Regions from separate parts of the Mus musculus genome. Here region 1 is linked to region 2. The links are chromatin contacts, called in public HiChIP or PLAC-seq maps. All regions are on one chromosome and are shown on one strand. The core of a region is the stretch at or near the end of the contact, and the rest is flanking DNA. Distances in the headings are between cores, read along the strand shown.

Region 1 (3,776 bases), core at 1,055-3,554, 890 kb before region 2:
CTTGCTTAAAGTATGGGATGTGTTGACATAGCTTGAGCCTCCAGTCAGAAAAGAAGGAAAGAAAGGAAGCCAGAAAGTGGGGGCTAGGAGGGAATTCAGTAAGGGCACTCGTTTGCTCAATTTTTCTGCTCTTTGCCCCTGGTCCTGTGTCACCATACATCTTGCCCTTCTCTTGCTCTCAAGACTGCTCCATCCCAGAGTCCTTTGGTCAAATCTGTGTGATGGGGGCTGGTCACCTTTCTGGTGTACAGACTGCAAAGCTGCATAAAACCAAGAAACTGCCAAGACAGATGTTTGCTTTAGGCAGATCAAAGGTCCACAGTGATCTTGGGAGCCATAGGTGGGGACTGGCTGAGACTTGACAGAGAGAGGACACCACTGTGCTCCGGAGGCTGACCTCTGCTGGAGCCACATCCTTCTGCACAGATGAGGGCTGAGGCAACCATACCTGCAAAGGCATCATGGGAAACTGCTCAGGTCTGAGCTCCTGGGGCTCCAGAAGCAGGAAACACAGAAGTCAGGCTGCTGGGCAGAGCCTGCTTTCCCCTAAGTAGATGGAGCATCAGCAGGAGCCGCTGAAGGCTTAAGAGGAAGCAGTGTGGTCTACTGTGTCATTCAGAAAGATCCCAGCAGTGAGCAGGCGAGCCAGAGGAAGGGGCGAGGTGCTGGAAAGTCAGGGGAGGCTGCTGTGGTCTGTGGCAGGAGAGGACCAGGCGGCTGGGCATGCCTGTGGCAATCCAGCTCCAGAGCCCCAGAAGCAGAGCTGCGGGCTTCTGAGAGGAGGCGGGATATGGAAGAGGATGATGGCTCGGTGACGCCTTGAGAGACCGCGCTGGTGTTAGGAAAACAAGAGGAAAAATGAACCTGAAGGGAAACTGTCAGTCAACTACATGGGGTCAAAGGTCATGAAGCACCTATGCTGGTTGTCCCATGAGGAGTCACCTGAGGGGTTTGAAGAGAGACAGGGGAAAGTTGGGCATTAAGAGTCAGGGCAACATCACAGAGCTCTCAAGAGGGACAGTTGTGAGAGCAGGGAGAGGGCAAGAAGCACAGTGACAAGGGACCAGGGGCAGAAAAGAAGGAAACAGAAATCAAGGAGCCGAAAGGAAAGCCTTAGAGTCTAGTCCTCTCTTCCTCTCTCCTGCCTTTCCTTTTCCTACCTGAGCAAGGTCTTGAACATGCTAAGCAATCAATCACTGGGCCACGTCTCCAGCCCCTGGATCTAATTTTTACTGCTGTTTGTGTGAAACAAGTTCCCATCACTATGTAGCTGAGGCTAGCTAGTTTTAACTTTCCTGCCTCAGCCTCCCGAGCGCTGAGATTGTGTGTATCACTACACGCAGTCTCCTGGGATTATTTCTTAAAGCGATTCTGACCAAAACCGCATGAACTGGGTTTTCATTAGTGCTGACGTCTTTACGGAGATTTTCTTTTGAAAACTTAACAGCAAGTCCACCCAGATACACTGCCCCCACTTCTTCTGTATGAATGGGAGTGCAGCCTCAAGCTGGGCTGTTCACTCCCAGCCAGCTAGAGGGCAGCTTCCGGATAGCACCAGCACACTGTGAATGGTTATGTAGGTTAGCCTAAGCTACATGCCGGTGTACTATCTTTAAACTAAACAAACCAGGGCTCGAGGAGCTGCCTCGGCAGTTAGGAGCATTGGTTCCTCTGCCAAAGGATCTGGGTTCACTTCCCAGCACCCCGCATGGCAGCTCGCAACGATCTGTAACTTCAGTTCCAGAGAGCCAACGCCTCTTCTGGCCTCCAAGGCATCAGACATATATACTGCATACAGACCTACATGTAGGCAGGACACCCACACACATAAAATAAAAAGTAAAAACAAGGCAAACAAACCACTCAGGGGGACTCAGTGGGTACAGAAGCACGCTCTCCTGCCCACAGTCCAGAGCCAATCTTCCTGTGTCTGTGTCCTTCTTGCCTGTAAGCAGTCACTGTGGTCACTAAGGGAGTGGCCTTGGGAGGCAGGAGTGGCTCTTGTGTGGCTCCATCTCTCTTGTGTCCACACTCAGTTCTCGATCTCTCTGCTCTACCTGCCTCTCCCTTGCTCACCGTTTGCCCTGCCCAGTCAATATGCAGCACCCTTCCATCCCCACACCCTCTGGAGGACACCTGCACCTTCCATACGTGCATGGTCACCAGCATTTCTCACCAAACACCTGCAGAAACCATATCTGACTCTGCTTCCCAAGTTCCTTGTTTAACTTCTCTGCCTTGACCCTGTCTGCTGTCCAACACTACTACCCCATAGTATCTGGCCACACCCAACCTCTTGGCTCTGGCCCCAAGCATGAAGCATAGGCTCTTGGCTCTGTCTCAACATGGGTCCACCTGTGAGGACCTGATCCTGCTGCTTCCTGCTTGTCTTCTGTAGGCCCTGCCGGCCCCTAGATCAACCTCTTATAGAGGTTTCTATCCATTCACATGGATTTTCTTCTCTGTGTTTATGGATTTCTTGTCTACTGACGTCAAACTCTTTCTCCCTGAGCAGAAAAATCTCCATTAAAAATGAAAAGCCTAAGGCTCAAGAGTCCCAGTGCCTCATGGTCCCAGAGGATCTGGGCACAAAGCAGGAGTGAACAGTGAAGGGATGAGTGAGCAGTGGGCCTCCTCCTAGCCTGGCGTCTGAGCAGAGAGACATTGCTATCATCACTGAAATGGGGATGAAGAAAGTGGAGTCCAGAGGTAGATCTGGATGTAGTCCTAGAAACCAAAGCCTGTCACTCATTAAGGCTGCGTTCTGGAGTCAAGCAGGGAGACCGATTATACAGAAAACCTTGCCTTCCTCTGCTGATCAAAATGGGATGGTCAGTGCTGTGGTTATCATCAGAGGCTGTCTGGGGCTGTGGATATAGCTTGAAGGTAGAGTGCTGGTCTGACAGGCATGAAGGCCTGTGTTCAATCCCTACAATCATAAGGAACCGACTGTGGTGGCTCATGCCTGAAATCCCAATATCTAAGAGGTTCAAGTAGGAAGAGCAAAAGTTCAAGGTCATCCTTGGCCACATAGTAAGGTCAAAGTCAGACCAGGATGTAGGAAACCCTATCTAGAAATCAAAGATGCTTTATGAGTCCAGTTATATAGTGGTAATCTGGGGCCCTGGCTGATGGAGTAGCTATAATCTCAAACCCCACAGGTCCATGTGGCAGAAGGAGAGAACTCTATGGAAGTTCTGACACCTGCTGTTAAGTGAACTGTCTCACAAGGGGACTAGGAAATGCAACCTTGAAGAGACGTCTGGACAAAGGGAAAAGTTTGCCCAGACTTTTACCAAAGTAAAGCACGCCCAATCCTTTCAGAAGTCACTGCTGTGTAGAAATGTATTTCATCCACACTAGCAATCTATGTACATAGGAACTGCTGCAGCCAGAGCCAAGACTCCTGCACGCTCTATCAGAACTACTCAGCAAGAGGCAAAAGTATTGTGAGCTGGAGGCCAGCCTGGGCTACATAATAATATTTTAGAACATCAAATCATAGTCACAGACAGGGCAATGGTGGCACACGCCTTTAATCTCAGCACTAAGAAGGCAGAGGTAGGCAGATCTCTGTGAATTTGAGGCCAGCCTGGTCTACAAAATGAGTTCCAGGATAGCCAGGGCTACAGTGAAACCCTGTCTCAAAAAAAAAACCAAAGCAAAACCGAAAGCCTCAGTCTCAAAAAACAAGCAGGACTAGGGTACTGGCTCAGTGTTTTAAATGACCGCTGTGCTAGTATGAGACCTAAACTTGGAGTTGTATTAGTGTGGCT
Region 2 (3,862 bases), core at 1,217-3,716:
ACTGTGTAGACCAGGCTAGCTTTGAACTCCCAAAGACCCACCTGCCTCTACCGCCCAAGTGCTGGGATTAGCGTGTGCCAGCTACCATGCCCAGCTAGTTAGTAAATAATTACAAGTTTTTGTGTGAAGTTTAAGCTATCTTACTATCAACCAGCAACACTTAGCGTTTATTGAGCACTACGTGCACCAGGACAGGTATAGATGTCCGTGGGTTCAGCTTCTCTCTTCTGGAGTTCACAGTCTAACCCTGTATAAAGAGAGGGATCCCTAGCTCCCTGCTGAGAGGGCTCATGAAAAGCTGCACACCCAGGACATTAGCAGCCACAGGCCAGAGGGAGCTGGCAGTGTAGACAGACAGGAGCAGCAGCAGCCTAGCATGCCTTGAGAAAGCTGCGTCAAGTGAAGGAAGAACAGTGCCTGGAACTAGTACTCCAGAGGACTTCCCAACTCACCCAAGACAGCCATCCATCTCGCTCTCCTTGGAAGCATGCCAGCAGCAGGGACGGTCTGAGTCCAGGGTGGTTGTTTCGTGGAGAGGCAAAACAATATGAGTTTTGAGAGGGTGGAGTCTTCCTGTGTAAACACCACTGACCAAAGAGCTCCACTAGTTTTCCTTCTGGTCAGACAATGTGTCCCCTCTCGTTGGTTCCTTAGGTGAGGAGTGGACAGCTGAGGTCACGATATACTCACCACAGCAGATCATCAAGCTTTATGTTGGAAGCCATTGGTATGCAACGACCCTGCAGACCCTGATGAAGGTACCGCTAGGCCCAACTGTCCTCCCACTTTGGCTTCCCCCACCCGAGCATCTTTGGGACTTGCCATGTGACCTTTGTACAGCTTCCTCTACTGCTTAGCCTAAGAACCTTTCCCTAGCTCCCTGGCCAAGAGTGCTCAGATTCTGTAGGTAGAAATGTGATGAGCAGCATGGTGGGAAGGCCTCGGGAATGTGGGGAGAGAAGAGTCTGGTTCTCAGGGGCCAAGAAGGAGGTGGGGTTGAGCTCCAAAGGCTGGGAGGTGTGGGGAGTGGGACGACCAGAAGTTGAAGCAGAGGCAATGAATGCACTCCTCCTTAGATTCTCTCCACTTTGCTTACCTATAGTCAACATACAGAGAGATAGAAATCTCCAAACCTACTCTTTACTAAAGCCCAAGACCATGGGACTGATTCTGATGTCTAACCCCTTCCTCTAGTACCCAGAACTGCTATCCAACACTCAGAGAGTGTACTGGATCGCCTACGGACAGACCTTGCTCATTCACGGGGACGGCCAAATGTTCCGACACATTCTCAACTTCCTGAGACTTGGAAAACTGTTTTTACCATCAGAATTTAAGTAAGCCAACACAGGAAATCAGATTATAAAACACTAAGGCTGACTCTCTGTAGCAAAGAGAACCCTCTGTTGTAGCCTTTGGGGAGGAGGTTCTATTATTTTCAACATGGGCATTACTGTTCAAGGCAGCTTCTTTAGAGGCCCGTGTCTCCCCTCCCCCCATAGTTTCCCATCTCCTTGTCATTTGCAGGGAATGGCCTCTCTTCTGCCAGGAGGTGGAGGAGTATCATATTCCAGCCCTCTCAGAAGCCCTGGCACAATGCGAAGCATACAAGTGAGTAGATTTCACTCTGGATTCTATGTTAACAATTTGGACCTTGATAAATTCCTCTTACAGATGTTTTTATCTGCCAGGGAGACCTACTCTCCTGAGAGTTGAAGGAGGGAGTTGGTGAAATGGGCTCTAGATGAGTCATTGCCCTATGAAAACCCCTTTAAAGGCCCCCTCCCATCCACTGTTGATAATTACTCACTCCCAGCCAATGGACAGGCCTGACCTTTGATAATTGTACAACAGACCCACAGCTACCTGACAGGCTGATGGAAGCTTCTTCTCACTGACCAATCCCTCTTGGTCTCTATAGGTCATGGACTCAGGAGAAAGAATCTGAAAATGAAGAAGCTTTTCCCATTAGGAAGCTGCATGTGGTGACCGAAGGGACAGGGCCAATGGCAGAGTTCAGCAGAGATGCCAAGGAAGTAAGGCCCAGGAGTTTTTGTTTGGTGTCCTTAAACATCACCTCCATAGGGTTCAAGGGGAAGACCTAGCTCCTGAGGGTACGGTACCGTAGAAAAGCAGGACCCCCCATGTGTTACTAGTAGAAGAACTAGTTTCTGAATTTTGAGGAGGCACAGGAGTGTGCTAGCTACTTGTGGCCTGGAGTAACAATCTCTCCTTTTGAAATATAAAAGTTGCCTGGGCTGGTATGACTCCCTCTTGGACTGAGTGAACTTAAATGATGATCCATCTCAGGGGGTAAGATTGTCCTGAGCAAACAGGCTGTCTTAAAGCCCAGTTTATTAGGTCTTGGGAAGACTTTGATAATTGTACAACAGACCCACAGCTACTGTGTCCCTCCCTCCCCAGACCACAGCCTGCATGCCTGTGGACTTCCAGGAATGCAGTGACAGGACTCCATGGAACAAGGCCAAAGGGAACCTGACCAGGTCCAGCCAGATGGAAGAGGCTGAGCAGTATACCCGGACTATTCAGGTCTCCCTCTGCAGAAATGCCAAGAGGGGAGGCAATCCCAGCACATACTCACACTGCTCTGGTTTATGTGCCAACCCCAGACATTGGGGAGGTCACTCTGAGAGTCCCCCCAAGAAGAAGTGCACCACTATAAACCTCACACAGAAACCTGATGCCAAAGACCCTCCTGTCACCCCCATGCAAAAACTCATATCTTTAGTCAGGGAATGGGACATGGTCAACTGTAAACAGTGGGAATTCCAGCCACTGCCAGCCTCCAGGAGCAGCTCTGTGGAGGAGGCTAGCCTGCATGTCCCCTCGGGAAGTGAGGCTGCTCCGCAGCCTGGTACCTCAGCTGCTTGGAAAGCTCATTCCATAACCTCTGAGAAGGATGCTGGTCCCCAGACTGGACCCGGAGCTGGAGTGAAAGACAAGGGTCCAGAGCCAACCTTTAAGCCATACTTCCCTACAAAAAGAGCTATTACCCTAAAGGACTGGGGCAAGCAGAGGCCCAAGGACAGAGGTGAGTCTTGCCCCATCCTTGACCCAAGTCTCATTTCAACTGAAAACAGATCTCCCGGCTAAGACCATAGAGAGTTCTGAGCAGGGGCCAGAACCTCCTATGCAGGTACCAGCTCTGTGCGAGGTAGCAGGCACAGAAATGAGTAGTACACTGGCTTGTTAACTTGAGGAGTGAAGAGGTCATGTGAGGAGGAGTGATGAGCATTGTGGGAGAGAACCTAAGAAATATGAGCTAGAAAGAGGCCAGCCACTGGGGAGTCAGCAGGCAGGGAGAACATGTAGGGTGTTGGTGGAAGCACAGGGCACTGCTCTAGCTGGAGGTCTGGATTCTAGTGCACAAGCCATTAGGAATGACACTGAAGCCAGGAGTCATCTGACCAGGTCTTAGGGACCAAGTTCAGAATGTGGTGCTCTCTTCTGCCCTTAATAAGGATGACCAACTCCTAGAGGATCTTTTAAAGGGAACCCATGATGAGGTGTGTGCTTCTGAAGTGAGGTCATAGGAGGCCAAGCATCAGCGGTGTGGATGCATTCCAGGCTGGACAAAGGAGGCTGAGTAGTGGAGGGAGGCAGAGGTGCCACCAAGAGGCCAATCATCTAGGGTGGCTGTGAGCAAGTGAAAGGGCCTTTAATCAAAGTGGGTGACAGTAGAAAAGAGACCTCTGGGAAAGGCACAGGTGGCATGGGAAATACTAGGGCCCTTTCACGAGGGACTTTGGGGACTGAGCTGATGCTAGTTTGTGGCTGGCAGTGGCAGGAAACACAGAGAAGTTTGCTGAGAAGTGCCATGTCAGGTTATTTTCTCAGCTTC

The links. HiChIP or PLAC-seq counts read pairs in DNA pulled down with a chosen protein or histone mark.
Region 1: a FOXA1 HiChIP or PLAC-seq map of pancreatic cancer cells shows a contact between it and region 2. The contact joins two enhancer-like sites. A contact is called at or near these places in 1 of 115 datasets of contacts at active chromatin or transcription factors (pancreatic cancer cells) and 1 of 9 other capture datasets (liver).

Annotation. Positions count from the first base shown.
Region 1 is chr8:106,275,424-106,279,199 of GRCm38.p6, reverse strand. The region is part of intron 2 of Smpd3 (sphingomyelin phosphodiesterase 3, neutral); the gene reads left to right. Among named protein-coding and RNA genes, the nearest start is that of 4930506A18Rik, 4.9 kb to the left of the region's middle. Within about 2 kb of position 2,304, at least 13 of the 459 cell types and tissues checked have an H3K27ac peak or open chromatin away from gene starts, as enhancers often do. A contact at or near this core is called in pancreatic cancer cells, where this site is marked.
Region 2 is chr8:105,385,940-105,389,801 of GRCm38.p6, reverse strand. Kctd19 (potassium channel tetramerisation domain containing 19) reads left to right here. Exons shown (of 16, transcript NM_001301173.1): 8 at 655-758; 9 at 1,195-1,337; 10 at 1,528-1,611; 11 at 1,922-2,036; 12 at 2,425-3,052. Among named protein-coding and RNA genes, the nearest start is that of Plekhg4, 15 kb to the right of the region's middle. Within about 2 kb of position 2,466, at least 35 of the 459 cell types and tissues checked have an H3K27ac peak or open chromatin away from gene starts, as enhancers often do. A contact at or near this core is called in pancreatic cancer cells, where this site is marked.